Regions from separate parts of the Mus musculus genome. Here region 1 is linked to region 2. A link is a contact called in public Hi-C data. All regions are on one chromosome and are shown on one strand. Each heading gives the region's core, a stretch centred on a gene start, on an enhancer-like site or on the middle of the called end of the contact. The rest is flanking DNA. Distances are from core to core; before and after follow the strand shown.

Evidence for each region. A called contact is a pair of places that touch in the nucleus more often than the background predicts.
Region 1: a contact with region 2 is called in a Hi-C map of the G1E-ER4 cell line, with 2.9 times the contacts expected there. The contact joins two enhancer-like sites. A contact is called at or near these places in 1 of 15 datasets of contacts at CTCF or cohesin (the G1E-ER4 cell line), 8 of 484 Hi-C or Micro-C datasets (the G1E-ER4 cell line, the HL-1 cell line, female germline stem cells and 3 more), 4 of 115 datasets of contacts at active chromatin or transcription factors (the HPC-7 cell line, embryonic stem cells, extraembryonic endoderm stem cells and 1 more) and 1 of 9 other capture datasets (embryonic stem cells).

What each region holds. Positions count from the first base shown.
Region 1 is chr5:75,587,136-75,593,710 of GRCm38.p6, reverse strand. The region is part of intron 1 of Kit (KIT proto-oncogene receptor tyrosine kinase); the gene reads right to left. Among named protein-coding and RNA genes, the nearest start is that of Kit, 15 kb to the right of the region's middle. Within about 2 kb of position 3,565, at least 27 of the 459 cell types and tissues checked have an H3K27ac peak or open chromatin away from gene starts, as enhancers often do. A contact at or near this core is called in the G1E-ER4 cell line, where this site is marked.
Region 2 is chr5:75,372,446-75,379,444 of GRCm38.p6, reverse strand. No RefSeq gene overlaps it. Among named protein-coding and RNA genes, the nearest start is that of Gm24502, 190 kb to the left of the region's middle. Within about 2 kb of position 1,989, at least 71 of the 459 cell types and tissues checked have an H3K27ac peak or open chromatin away from gene starts, as enhancers often do. A contact at or near this core is called in the G1E-ER4 cell line, where this site is marked.

The DNA of each region.
Region 1 (6,575 bases), core at 2,316-4,815, 210 kb before region 2:
CAGGCCAATGGTGCTTCTTTCTTTACATTTTTATTGGTGTGTGTCTGTGTCTGTCTGTCTGTCTACCTCAGTGTGTGTGTGTCTGTCTGTCTGTCTACCTCAGTGTGTGTGTGTGTGTGTGTGTGTGTGTCTATGTGTGTATGTATGTCTGTGTCTCTGTCCATATGTCTGTTGTCTGTGTGCAGACACCCTCAGAAGCCAGAAGAGGGCATTGGGCCCCTGAAGCTAAGGTGGTTGTGAGTTGCTGGTTGCTGGAACCTAACTGACTCCTCTGGAAAAGCAAAAAGCACTTTTAACCATTAAGCCATCTCTCTAGTCCCTGCATCTCTCTTCTGTTACTGTGTGGGAAGAACAGGATACCTCATCACTGCTTCTGGGCACAAAGTGGGTAGCCGTTCTCAGAAGCCCTGGGAGAGTAAGGCAGCACTCCTTTCCATGACAACCTTCCCAGGATCTTTCCAGTGCAGGCTGCTGTCCTCTGACCCTGCATCACAGCATCTCCAAGATCTCCAAGTACAGGTTCTCTCCTTCTGCCATCTCTCCTGGAAGTCTAGCCCTCGAGAACCTGCTCTCTCCTGCATCCCAGAGCCAGAACTGAGCTTAGAAGCAAGCAAGCAAGAAGACGCTACTGCAGCAGCACCAGCTTCCAGTTAGCCCTTCCTAAAACTCAGCAAAATCAGAGCGCTATCATGTAGCCTTAAGCTCAGGTGTTCTTGAAATAAGGGTAAAGGCTAGACCTTACCTCCATCCCCATTACTCAAAAATACCACACTGAAGTCTGGCTGTGTGCTGGGCCCTTAGAGCAACAGTGTACAAGACCTCCCCATGCCCACCCGCGCTGTTTATATTTAGCTCCTGGCTGGGCCATAAACCAACAATTACACAGTTCTATAATTACTGTGTGAGAAGTGTGAAGAGCCGAGAAGCACAAGGGAGCTGACCTGACCCACCCTAGAGGTGGACGAGGATCGTGAAGGGAGACACAGGAGCTAGAAACTGGCATGCACCAAGGAGTGTCAGGGGAAGCACCGTGCTCTGTACCCCAGGTAGTAAGCAGAGGCCAGGAAGCCACATATCTTTACGGAAGCCAGGGCAGCTGTAAGTGCAGAGCGGGAGGCAAGTGTGTGTGGCAGTAGGAACCAGGCCCCGCAAGGGGCTATCTTCATACCCCCACATAGGTGAGCAACACTGGGTGTGTAGTCTCTGGAAGGTTGGAATCAAGGTAGGTACTAACCCTATTTATCCTTTGAAAATACCACCTGCAGCAAGGCCTTGGCTTCGCCTCCCTCATCGCACACGCATGCTTCTGGAAACCTCTGCACAGCCCCTCAGTACTGTAGCTGTCTGCTTTCCTGTCTGGACTAACTGAAACTCCCGTCTACCATTCTTAGGTTGTCAGAAGGAGAACCGAGAACTGCACCCTGTCTGAGCATCGGGGGACTTAAGAGGCCCTGGGCCTTGTGCTGGGATGAAGCCCAGGCATTCTGACCCCCTCATAGCTGGGGGTTCTCAGCCTTCAGCCTGCAGCAGCTTCCTCTGACGGCCTTATTAAATCAAGGACTGGAAACCCATGCTGCTATTATTTCCAGTGCAGCAGGTTTGGGGGAGAGAGCGGGCTGGCGTCTTTACCTGGTCCCAGGCGTGCCTGGTGTGGCTGGTCCTGACCGTTGAAGAACTGGTATGGTAGCCCCCTGACCTACACAGTAGTCAGTCAAAAACAAAACCCAAAACCCCTGAGACTCAGGACACCAGCCATTAGTGTAGCAAGAAGCCGTACCAGGATCTCTATCTTGGAACTCAGGGAAAACCTGCAGAGACAGATTTTCTTGAGTGAGCAAATCTGCCTGGCTTTTACACCTAGAAATCGGCCTCGCGCTGGGTCCCCCTGACAAGCCTTGGCAGCCAGTCGTGCGCGCACAGATTTCTCAAATCCCCGAGCTTTCAAGTGGGAAATGTTACAGAATGCACCAGTCACAGCTACAGGACTCCAGAACAGTGACACTGGTGGCAAAGACAACTTCTGCAGCGCATCAGACCTCAATCTGGCTCAGTGACTCGGAGGGCCTGGCACTCCCCCATCTTGCCATGCTCCCCCTGGGCTGGGGGCCTCCTAGCCCACTCTGGTGCAATATGAAGCACGGGGGTCCCCTTATGCAGGGGTCCCCTTACATGGTTGAACAGGAGGGTTGCCTCCCTCAAATAGCAATAAACTTTGCCTTCGAGGGAGGCAGAGCCTTGCTGCAGCTTCCCTCAGAGAACTCTGAAAAGGGACCAGGCTGCTCTCTCTTTCAGAACCCTATCTTGCTGTCTGCGACACTGGGGCCTGAACTCTCCTGTGAGCTCTCGCCATGCTCTTGTCTGTCTGTATGTATGTAGCATGAATAACCCTTCCAATAAACGTCTGGCTCCCAACAGTCTGTTTCAGGGTCCCCTCAGAGCCCTACACCAAAGCAGCTTTTCTTGGTGAATGGTCGGATACCAGTGACCGTTTTCCTCAATTGCTAATCAGATAATTGCCCGGCAACAGTTAATTCTGTAGCCATTCTACATTCAAACACGCAAAATAGAAAATAATTAGAGCCAAACAATTGCCCTGGTGTAAAAGCACACTAATGGACAAGATGGGTGCATTCAGATTTGATTCAACACTCATCAGAACGCTTGCTGGTGGTCAATTTGCTTAATGAGTGTTCACTTTTCTCTTAATTTTTCTGGGGTGATATTTACTCAGAACCACACATTAAGCCTGCATCCCTTTTCAAGGAATTCTCCCTTGTGGAAACTGATCTGAGTGCCTGTAAGGAACAAGAGAAAAATGCCTGAAACTGAACTGTTTTCTAGAACTGAGAAATACAACAATAAACAACAACAACCCATCCAGTATGTCCACTGAGAAAACTCTAGTTCTTTCTCATAGCTTTAGAATATGACCATCCCTGACGACAGGGAAAGGAAGCCCATTCTAGAATTGTAAGCTTGTTTGTTTGTTTGTTTGTTTGGGACAGAGCCTATGTGGTCCTGGCATTCCTATGTAGACCAGGTTGGCCTCTAGCTCAGGGATCCCCCTGTCTCTACCTCCCAGGTGCTGGGGTTAAAGGCATGTAAGGTGCTCACCTCCACGCCTGGCTAGGAACCTGTTAGCATATTTGAAATCAAGACCAAGTGGAAGAGACTCAAATCGGACGAAGAAAATTTGAGATTTCTGGAAATTTAAATGAATATGTCAACCCCTGGTAACATTTTTTTTCAAATGATTATAATTAGAAATATGCAAACTTTTCCACGGGGGGCAGGAGGGAGTGGAAATGTACCCAATTAGGCAGCAGTGATACCTTTATTATATGGTATTAACCATGTAGACGCGGTGTTAACACTTTCAAAACTAAAAAAAAAAAAAAAAAAAAAAAGACTGTCTCCTTCAGAACTCAAGAATCCTTTACCAGACAGCCAATGGCAAAGAACACTGGTTCTTACCAAGTGTTCCTCAAAGACAACTCCCTAACGAGCTTCCTGCTCTCCTGACTGACTTCCACCATAATGCTCTGTTGTAAACAATAGCGCAGACAGCTGATGTCAGAGGGGCAGGAAGTATTTGCTTTCACACTGATCTGTTTTCAGATCGTTTACAAACACAACTCTTGTCCCCGGCGACAAACGTTTTTAAATTATATTTTTAAGGAAGATTGTGTTTTCAAAGGCGTCAGCCAGTCATTTCATATTTCACTTTGGTCCAAGCTTGGCAAAGCCATAAATTAACAAAACCAAAAGGTAACTTTAAAGAGTTTGGGGGCTGTTCTGGCTTCAGGAGTTACCGGCAATGTAACTGATGAACCTCAGTCTCAAAACTGAGCAAACAGGCAGAATTCGATACTTCAGATGACTCATTGATCTGCATATGATTCAGCGTGCATGTGGGCGCCGCCCAGAGTATGACATCACAGCCCGTGTAAGCCAATGAGCCGAGAGCCCAGAGTATGACATCACACAGACTGTGTGAACCAATGAGCAGAGAGCCCAGAGTATGACATCACAGCACTGAGTGCCTCTATGTGTGGGGCGCCCAGGGTCTGACATCACAACCCAATGTGATTGAGTGCTGGGAGCCCAAAATATGACAACACAGCCCTGTGTGATCTACTGTGTGCCTCCAAGAGGGTCAGGACAAACTACCAGCAGCAAACATGGCAGCTTGTCACACAGTTTATTCTGAGGAGAACCACACAGACCGGAAGTGCAGAGGAGATGGTGACGCATGTGTATTCAGTGTGCTGGAGTATTCTGGAATGAGAGAGGTTGATCCCTAAGAAGTCACAACCCCAGATGAAGCCCCACAAAGGGAGATAGACAGAGCTGGGGATGGGATTCAAGGACAGAAGAGGGGCAAGGAGAAGGAAGGTCTGGAGAGAGGGACTGAGGAGAGGCCGAAAGAGTAAGATTATCGCTTAGTTAAAACAAGAGCAGAGAGCTCCGGTCTGCCATACTTACGAGACAGTATTGACCTGCCCTCCCCAAAAGATCTGCTACTGCATTCCAAAGAGTTGTTAAGAAAAATGAGAAAGCTGGGGGACATCTCTAATGTAGAAAGTAAAGTCTTTCAGCTGGTGGCACACCCTTGAACTTCCAGTATCCAGGAAGGAAAATAAAGAGTTGAAAGCCACCCACAATTACATCGTGGGTTCGAAGCCAGGCTGGCATACATGAAACCTACTTCAAAAAAAAAAAATCAAAGACTGGCATAGTGGATCACGGCTTTAAACCTAGCACTCAGCAGGTACAGGCAGCTGGATCTCTGTGAGTTCTGGTCTGCATAGTGAGTTCCAGGCCAGGTAGGGATACTTGGTAAGACCCTGTCTCAGGAAGCAAAACCAACCCAAACCACCAAAGTACAGAGCACAAGAACAAATACAAGAATGTATCTCAGAGTGCAATGGCCCTTGCTGTAATCCCAGAATTTGCGAGGCTGAGGCCAGAAGATCAGAGTGTGAGGAAAAATGTGACTCTAGATAAATGATAATGGAACTAAAAGGATTTCCAAGAACATGGTAGGTCTAGAAGACAAAGAAAGTCCAACATATGCTGCTGTTGGCTCTGAAGCCATTGGAGAATAATAAAAACTTCTGATCTTCAACAACTCTTTAGTGAGGGAAAATGAAAGCCATGCTTGGGATTTTATGTCAAGGCTGTGGTCTCTTCTCTGAAAAGATGAACTCTCAAAAGTGACTGTCCTGGGAAGAGTAAAGAAAGCATTCCTGTGGGTATCTAGGTAAATGTGTGGCCAAATCAGAGGCAGAGAAAAACCATATTAGTGTATCTGACTTTGACAGCACTTGATGGCAAAAAGACAATACAGGAAAAAAATAAAGATACAAAGATACCTGAGCAAGGACAGGATGGCTGAGGCTTTCTATGAGACATGTGACCTTTCCAGCAAAGACTACAGACAAGCTGCTGTGAGTACATCATTGAGATGCCTCCCAGAGCATCCCTTCAGAAAGAGGCGCAAGACCAGTCATCGCCCCCAACACTGGATGCAGGCTGACTTTTGGCACTAAAAGAAAGTGATAGTGGAGAATAGGTGAGTCCCTGTCTTGGAAACCTGAGAGAGCAAGTTCTGCAAACAGATAATTAGCTGGGGGGGTGGGGAGGTGGGGGGGTGGATACTTCTTCCTTCAAACCCCCAGCTCCTGGCACAAAAGGAACAGAGAGCACACTAGTGGCCGATTTAAATGTCACTCATGGTAGGGAACCAATAGAAAACAGCTCTGGGAAGAGGCAGACAGGAGTGCTTCTAAAGGTCTAAAGGCACCTATTAGAAGAACATCATTGTCACCGCAAATACTCAAAGGTCCACTAGAGAGAACACAATGTCTACCTTTAAAAACAAAAGGTGATCACGATCCACCACTCAATCGACAGCTTACAGGAAATGCAGACACTGAAGCACGCTAATTGTTAGAGGAATGCAATCAGCAAACACGCAGCCTCTTCCACAGGAGCGAAGGCAGAATGAAGCCCACCAAGAAGCAACGTCGGGGAGACCTCCAAACCGAGGCTTGCTCTCAGCGTCAGCCAAACATGTGTAAAACTTGTCTACATTTTTATAGTACTTATGTTCACCAGGGGAAAGGTGAGTACTGAATATTCCACAGCAGGGTAGAGCCGTGTGATTTGTTTTCCTGCTTGAATAGAGTGTCCCTCCCCCATGGGTTGGAAGGCTCGGGTGGGGTGGGAGGTTGGGGTGTCAGTGCAGTGATCAGATGTGACACCGTGACTGTTTACGAAAGGAAATTGGTATTTTAGAGCTACATACTGAAAATATTTCTAGATGGAAATCAAGCTTCATAGGAATGAGATGGTGAACTGGGAAGGGGCGAGGCTCCACGACTGGCCTCGTGGATCTGAGAGCTCAAACTATGTTGTCCTTGAAATGCCACTGTGAAAAAAACCACGCTGGCCAAATGTGGTGACACACACCTGTAGTATCGGCTTTTGAGAGGGGAGGGCAGGAAGACCAGGAGTTTGAAGTATCCTCAGCTACATACTGAGTTTGAAGCCAGCCTGGGCTACATAAAACA
Region 2 (6,999 bases), core at 740-3,239:
TCTGGCTTTCCAGGAAAACTTGCTGGTTTCTGTGGTGCACTTACTTCGGCTTTAGTTGTTTTCAAGTTCCTGATCTGACTCTCCCCATCCACTGCCCCAAAACAGAGCTGAGGAGAGACACACACCATCCAGTTGGTTCTGCCATACCTCTGTGGCCAGGGTCCCATGCTGAACTATAGGCAGGTAGGGAAAAAAAAGGTATTTAAAATCTAAAGAGAGACATTTGCATCCCTCTATGCTGAGGGCAGTGACCATGGTAACAACTGAGGTCCAGTCACTTTCCTGAAGACTATATATATATTCTTTACTATATTATAGAGTAGAGTTTATTCAGGGGCATGGGGAGGGGAGTTGAGAGAAAGGCAGAGAGGGGCGGGGGCGTGTAGAGGAGAAGCTCCTGGTCATGAGCACTTTGGGGGAAGGGGGATGGGGAGAGAGAGGGAGCAGGAACAAGAGGAGAGAGCAAGAGCAAGAGAGAGAGAGAGAGAGAGAGAGAGAGAGAGTCAAGCAGCCCCTTTTATAGTGAGTCAGGCACACCCGGTTGTTGCCAGGTAACTGTGGGGCCCGGAGCCTAGACTAAATGTCAACATGTGGATGTCACATTTCCCATAGTACCAGGCACTCACCCACACTTAGCATTGACCTGGCAGACCTCTTAAGCTGCCTCACAACTAAGTCTACACACTTCCTCTGGCCTTTTGTCTCATGATTTCCTGTGTACTGGCTGTAAGACTATCATAGACACCATGGGGGAAGAAATAAGGTCTTTTTTTCCCCAGTTTGACCAAACTATAAAGAAAACCCTGTTCTTTTACTGTCTTAGTTAGGGGTTTTGCCACTGTGAACAGACACTATGACCAAGGCAACTCTCAGAAGGACAACATTTCATTGGGGCTGGCTTACAGGTTCAGAGGTTCAGTCCATTATCATTAAGGGAGGAACATGGCAGCATCCAGGCAGGCATGGTGCAGGCAGAGCTGAGAGGTCTGCATCTTCATCTGAAGGCTGCTAGCAGAATACTGGCTTCCAGGCAGCTAGGATGAGGGTCTTAAAGCCCACACTCACAGTGACACACCTACTCTTACAGGGCCACACCTTCTACTAGTGCCACTGGCTGGGCCAAACATACACAAATCATCACAGTAACCAAGTTTTGCTTCTTAGTTTATTTGAGGACAGGAAGAAAACCAAGTCCGTGGGTGAAGGAGAGTGACTAGTGCCTCCCCAGGATCTGGTGGACGTTCACCTCCAAAGCCATTTTTCTCCCCGCTCCTCACTATGGCTCACCCTGTCTGTGTCCAACTTTCTGGCTTCATGAGTATTTTCCTATTTTTAGATCCTTTCATCAAGTCGAGATTGCCGCTTGGTATGCAGGAATGTTGAGAGATGTTTCATTTCCATCCTCAAGGCTAAATTGCCATTTCTGTCATGAACTCTGATCTGCCCCAAGAAGCAGGCAGAGGGGGGGGCTCAGTTGTTTGTGGGGCTTTCCAGAGCTCCGTATCAGCTGGCAAAGCCCATCAAAGAGAAAGGGAGACTCCGGATCCTACTATGAGTAAATATTATTCACAATGACTGTTTACCAACAGTTTCACATGCCTGTGCTGCTGCCTCATAAGCTGTTTTCAAGGCAGTGTTTATGCAAAGGATTAGGAAAAGGGCAAAAGTCTCCAGGGAGAGGGATCACTAAAGCAATGGCTCTCGGGCATTAAACCGTCAACAACATTAAACCTTTGCTCCACCCTGGAGCCCCGCTTCCCAGCCAACGTTAGACCCCCACGTGTGCTGGCAAAGAGAAAGTCAACAATAAAATCACACATGTCACATCTACCGTACTGTGGACATGCCTAGTGCTGCTTGGGTGTGTCGAGCTCAGCCTGCTGGAAATCCTTATGGTAAACACGCCACCCAGTCCCTCTTTTGTTCTGTAGCTGATGGCAGGGTACAGAACAGCGCGTCTGAACGCAATGATAACAACGCCAGCAAGGGCCCCAACTGTTTGTTAACTGTGTAATGATTAACCAGGGCCAGGGCCCCAGCCTTTGGGCTGTCACTCAGGGAAGTCTATTTAGTAAACAGTCAACCACCAATATCTTAAACAGGTTGAACAGATGGCTCCAGGGTTCAGGCCAACTGTATTTTCTTCAATTCCACACAGCTTGGAGGGAAATGAAGGCCATAAAATCCAAGAAAAGACCAAACAGAAGCACCATCACTACCACCCTCCAGTGTGCAGATCTCTCATCCCTAGGAGGATGAAGTCTGATGGGAGGAGAAGAACAGCCTCTGAGGGGTGGAAATGAAAGCTCTACACAGGAGAGTTTTCTATACAAAGAGTGAGTTGCTGAGCTCTGTCAGAGACTCTGAAAGCTAGGAGGTAAGACTACCAGTGACAAGGTTTTGATGAAACATCCCAAGACTTAAGTCACAGATGCAATGCTGACTCACCACAGAGTTTCTCCATAGCATCTTAGATGTTATAAGTAAGAAAGCATGGTAGACTCTAAGGAGTATCGCAGCTTCAGTGTAACTATGAATGTTGCTCAGCTTCAGCGTAACTATGAATGTTGGTGCTTAATTCAGAACATGTCTACTCAACCATCCTTGCCCTGCCCTGTTCTGCCCTTCCCAGAGTTCTCCTCTGTGCTAGCTTTCTGTTACTGTTACAAATTATTCAAGGTAACCCAACCGAAAGGATTCAGAAAGGTTTGTTTCCAGTCAGTTTTGTACATGACAGAGGAGGTGCTGAACCTTTGATAACTAGGAAAGCAGGGACCCAAGACTCAAAGTCCCTTTCAAGTAAAAATCTATAATGACCCCACCCCCTAAAGATTCCATCTCCTCCTTATAGTGCATGGTCTGGGGACCAAATTTGTCACACAGGACCTTTGATTGACACTTATCCAAACCATAGTGCCCCATTTCTGCATTTGTGCAATGGGAACATAAGGCCTGACTTTGTATATATCTCAACGATTCTGCTGAGATAAATTGATACTGTCTAGGCAAAAGGGCATTACAAATTCAAGCTTTGGGGCTGCAGCCTATTATACTTCAAATAAATGTCATAACAAGCTCTATAGGAGAAAAATAACAGGCACAGTCTATACACTATAACCAGACACATTCTACGCAGATTAGAAGCACAAGCAAAAAAGCATTTAAAAATATGTAAGAAATATTATAAAACCCTACAATCCATTCCTATGGGGGAGGGGGAGGACAGACAGCCTACTGTCCACTGGAGTGAGGGGAGAAATGCAATCCTCAAGACAAACACAGAAGCCCTCTCCCCCAACACACACACACACACACACACACACACACACACACACACACACACACACAGAGAGAAAGTTTCCAGCATAAAGAGGGGTCTGGATTAAGAGCCTAATTGGCTTAGTTGAGATATTTACATAGCCCATGGGGCATGATACCAGAAGGGATGCAAGTATGCTCTTTTTGTCCAAGATGAACCTACAAAAGAAAATAGTCCTAAATCAGGGAAATTAATTCAAAGCAAGATAGACAGTGGACACAAAATTCAGAAGATCATATCACTCCTGAAAATGGACATCAAAGTATTGGAGTAGTAATGATAGAACTATTTTACTATTTCTCTGGCCCCTATAATGTAGATCTGTAAGTGACAACCTACAAGTGACTATGAGAAGATGTGTAGTGTCACTAGGGTATACAGGACTGACTGTAAAGACTGGGGGTGGGGGAACCTTAAGACAAAGAGGAAGAGGAGGTGGAGTAGGAGGAAGATGATGCCATAGATTTTTCTAAAAGCTATGAGAAATCCCCCAAATAAATTCCAGCCTTAATATATCATGTAAAGAGCTTAAAAAGCAGCCTTTCTGTATCTATAATAAAAACCTAAACAAACTTAAAAGTAACTTTCCCCAAGTCTTTCCAAGAATTAGCCAGTCAGAAGAGTCAAGGAATCTCATTGTGGGACAGATGGCATGAAACCCATAAGTGACTAGGAACACTTTGGTAGCGATTTTGATGAATGGCAAGAAATAGGCTTAGAAACTAATGAGAAACCTAAGGGTTCAGACCCAAGGGCCTCCCCCAAACACACATACCACACTACACACACACACACACACACACACACACACACACGTGCGCGCACTTCCATAGCTGTTGCCTAAAGAAACAGTCCCAGGTTCCAAGGTCACCATCTAAGAAAGCCGCCCTTGCAGCCCAGGCAGGGGGTTCCAGGAGGTCCTACAGGCTCCCAGCATTCCCTAGCTCAAGAGAAAATGGTTCTCTATTCCAGCCTTTCCTAGCACCTGGGCAAAGCCAAGAAATACTTATGAAGATCTCAGCCCAGCCTGGAGTGGTGCTGTATCCTGCTAATTCACTACCTAGGAATCAGAGAGCAGGGTGAGGTTGATCTTTGTGAACTCCAGGTCAGCCAGGGCTTCCATAGTGAGACCCTGTTTCAACAAAACCAAAACAAATAGGGCTTTTTCCATGGTTCAAGAGGAAAAGGTAATAAAGGTGATTCTCATGGAACCTGACAATCTAATTTCAATTGAGGATGAACACTTGGTACCTGATGATGGGAAGCAGTTTGGGGAGCTTTGGGAACCCTTGGCTAGAAAGGCTGTCAGAGCCTTTGAAAGTTAAACCCCACTCCTCTTCTTGAATAATAAGCAGCAGACCAGACCATTTCAGCTCCCCAGACTTCCTCACCAGGATGCATTGTAACCTCCAAGCTGATTCAGAAACAAGGCTCCCTTCCTTTACGATGCTCCTGCCAGGTTTTGCCATAGTGATGAGGAATTAAGTAACACACACTTTTAATTGGCCTAAAAGGCAAATGTGTTGGCTGGTTACAGCAGTAGAGCTATTTGAAGGTGGACTTAGGTTTTAAAAAGTTATGCTTGAAATGTCTAGAGTAGATGCTAAAACATTTAAGCTGTTTTTATTTATATTTATTAGTTTATTTTTGTGTGTAGTCAAAGGTTAGCTGTGTCTCCTTCCACTATGTGAGTACCTGGTATTGAACTCAGATCATCAGACTTAACAGCAAGCGGCTTCACCTGCTGAGTCTTACAGGTCCAAGCAAAACATTTTTTTCTTTTAAAAAGATTTTTTCCTAAATAAACCAACCAACCAAAAAAAAAAAAAAAAAAACAAAAAAAAAAACAAAAAAAAACAAAAAAAAAAAACAAAAAACAAAAAACAAAAAACCAAGAAAGCTACAACAATCCTGTACAATAAAAGAACTTGCAGAGGTATCATCATCCCAGATTTCACGTACTATTACAGAGCTATAGTAATAAACACATGCATGGTATCAGCATAAAGATAGACAAGTGATAAGTGGAATAGGATCGAAGACACAGACATACATCCACACTCCTATGGACACCTGCTCTTTTGATAAAGAAGCCAGAATTCTACAGTGGGGAAAAAAAAGAAAGCATCGTCAATAAATGGTGCTGCTCTAGCTGGTTGTCTGCATCTAGAAGAATGCAAATAGTTCCATATCTATCACCTTGTACAAAAGTCAAGTCCAAGTGAATCAAAGACCTCAACATAAAACCAGACACACTGAACCTGACAGAAGAGAAAGTGGGGAAGAGCCTTGCATGCATAGGCCCAGGAGATAACTTCCTGAACAAAATACCAGTAGCTCAGGCACGAATTACAATTAGTAAATGATACCTCATGGAACTGTAAAGCTTCTGTAAGGCAAAGGACACAGTCAAAAGGACAAAGCTGCAGCCTATGAAATAGGAAAAAGAGTTTCACCAACTCCACACCAGATAGAGGGCAATTTCCAAAACATATAAAAACCTCAAGAAACCAGACACCAACAAACCAAATGTCCCAATAAAAAATGAGGTGCAGATATAAACAAAGAATTCTCAACAGAAGAATCTCAAATGTCCAAGAAGCACTTAAAGAAGTGTTCAGCATCCTTAGCCAGCAGGAAAATGCAAATCAAAATGACTCTGAGATTCCATCTTACACCTGTCAGAATGGCTGAGATCAAAACCACAAGAACCAGCTCATGCTGGCTAGAATGTGGAGCAAGGGGAGCACTCTCCCTTGCTGGTGGGAATGCAAACTTCTACAGCCACTTTGGAAATCAATTTGGCAGTTTCTCAGAAAATTGGGAATTGATCTACCTCAAGGCCCAGCTACAGCACTTCTGGGCATGTTTGGTTGCTATGCCTGGGAGGCCTGCCCTTCTCTGATGGGAAATGGAGGGAGAAGGAGATGGAGTGCGGAGGGACTGGAAGGGAAGAGGGAAGGAAACTGTAGTTCAGTTGTGACATATGAGAGAATAAATACAATTTTTGAACGTTTTTTCCTTTGTTTTTATTTCAGGTATATGGGTGTTTTGCCTGCAGTGCCCAATGAGGCCAGGAGAGGGCAACAGATTCCCTGGAACTGAAGTTACAGATTCTTTTTGAGTTACCATGTAGAGGCTAGGAACCAAACCCTGGTCTTCTAGAAGAGCAGCCAGCGTTCATAAGTGCTGAGCCAAATCTCCAGGCCTGAAAATAATCTTTAAAGAATTATAATTAACATGATAAAACAGGAGAGACATTGTAATAATATAACTGACTTGATTGAAACTGCATAAGGCAGGAAAAGAGGGGAAAATGAAGGACACACATAGCAAATAAAAACCAGACATAAGCACAGAAGATAGCCATATGCCCAGAACTACTTCTAAAATGGATGATTGAGCTGGACCAGTTGGCTGGGGTGTACGGGTAAGGGATGTAGCTCATTAGTAGAGTTCATATTTAGCATGAGCCAGGATCTAGGCACAAAATCCCTAGCACCGAAAAAGAAAAAGAAATAAAACTATGGAGCTTTTCAGAGAGACGTACAAAAGCAATCGTCTGGAGAGATGGCTCCGCAGTTAAGAGCATCAGTTGCTCTTGCGGAGGACCAGAGTTCAGTTCCCAGCACCCACAGAGCAGCTCACAAACATCTATATCTCCAGTTCCAGAGGATCTC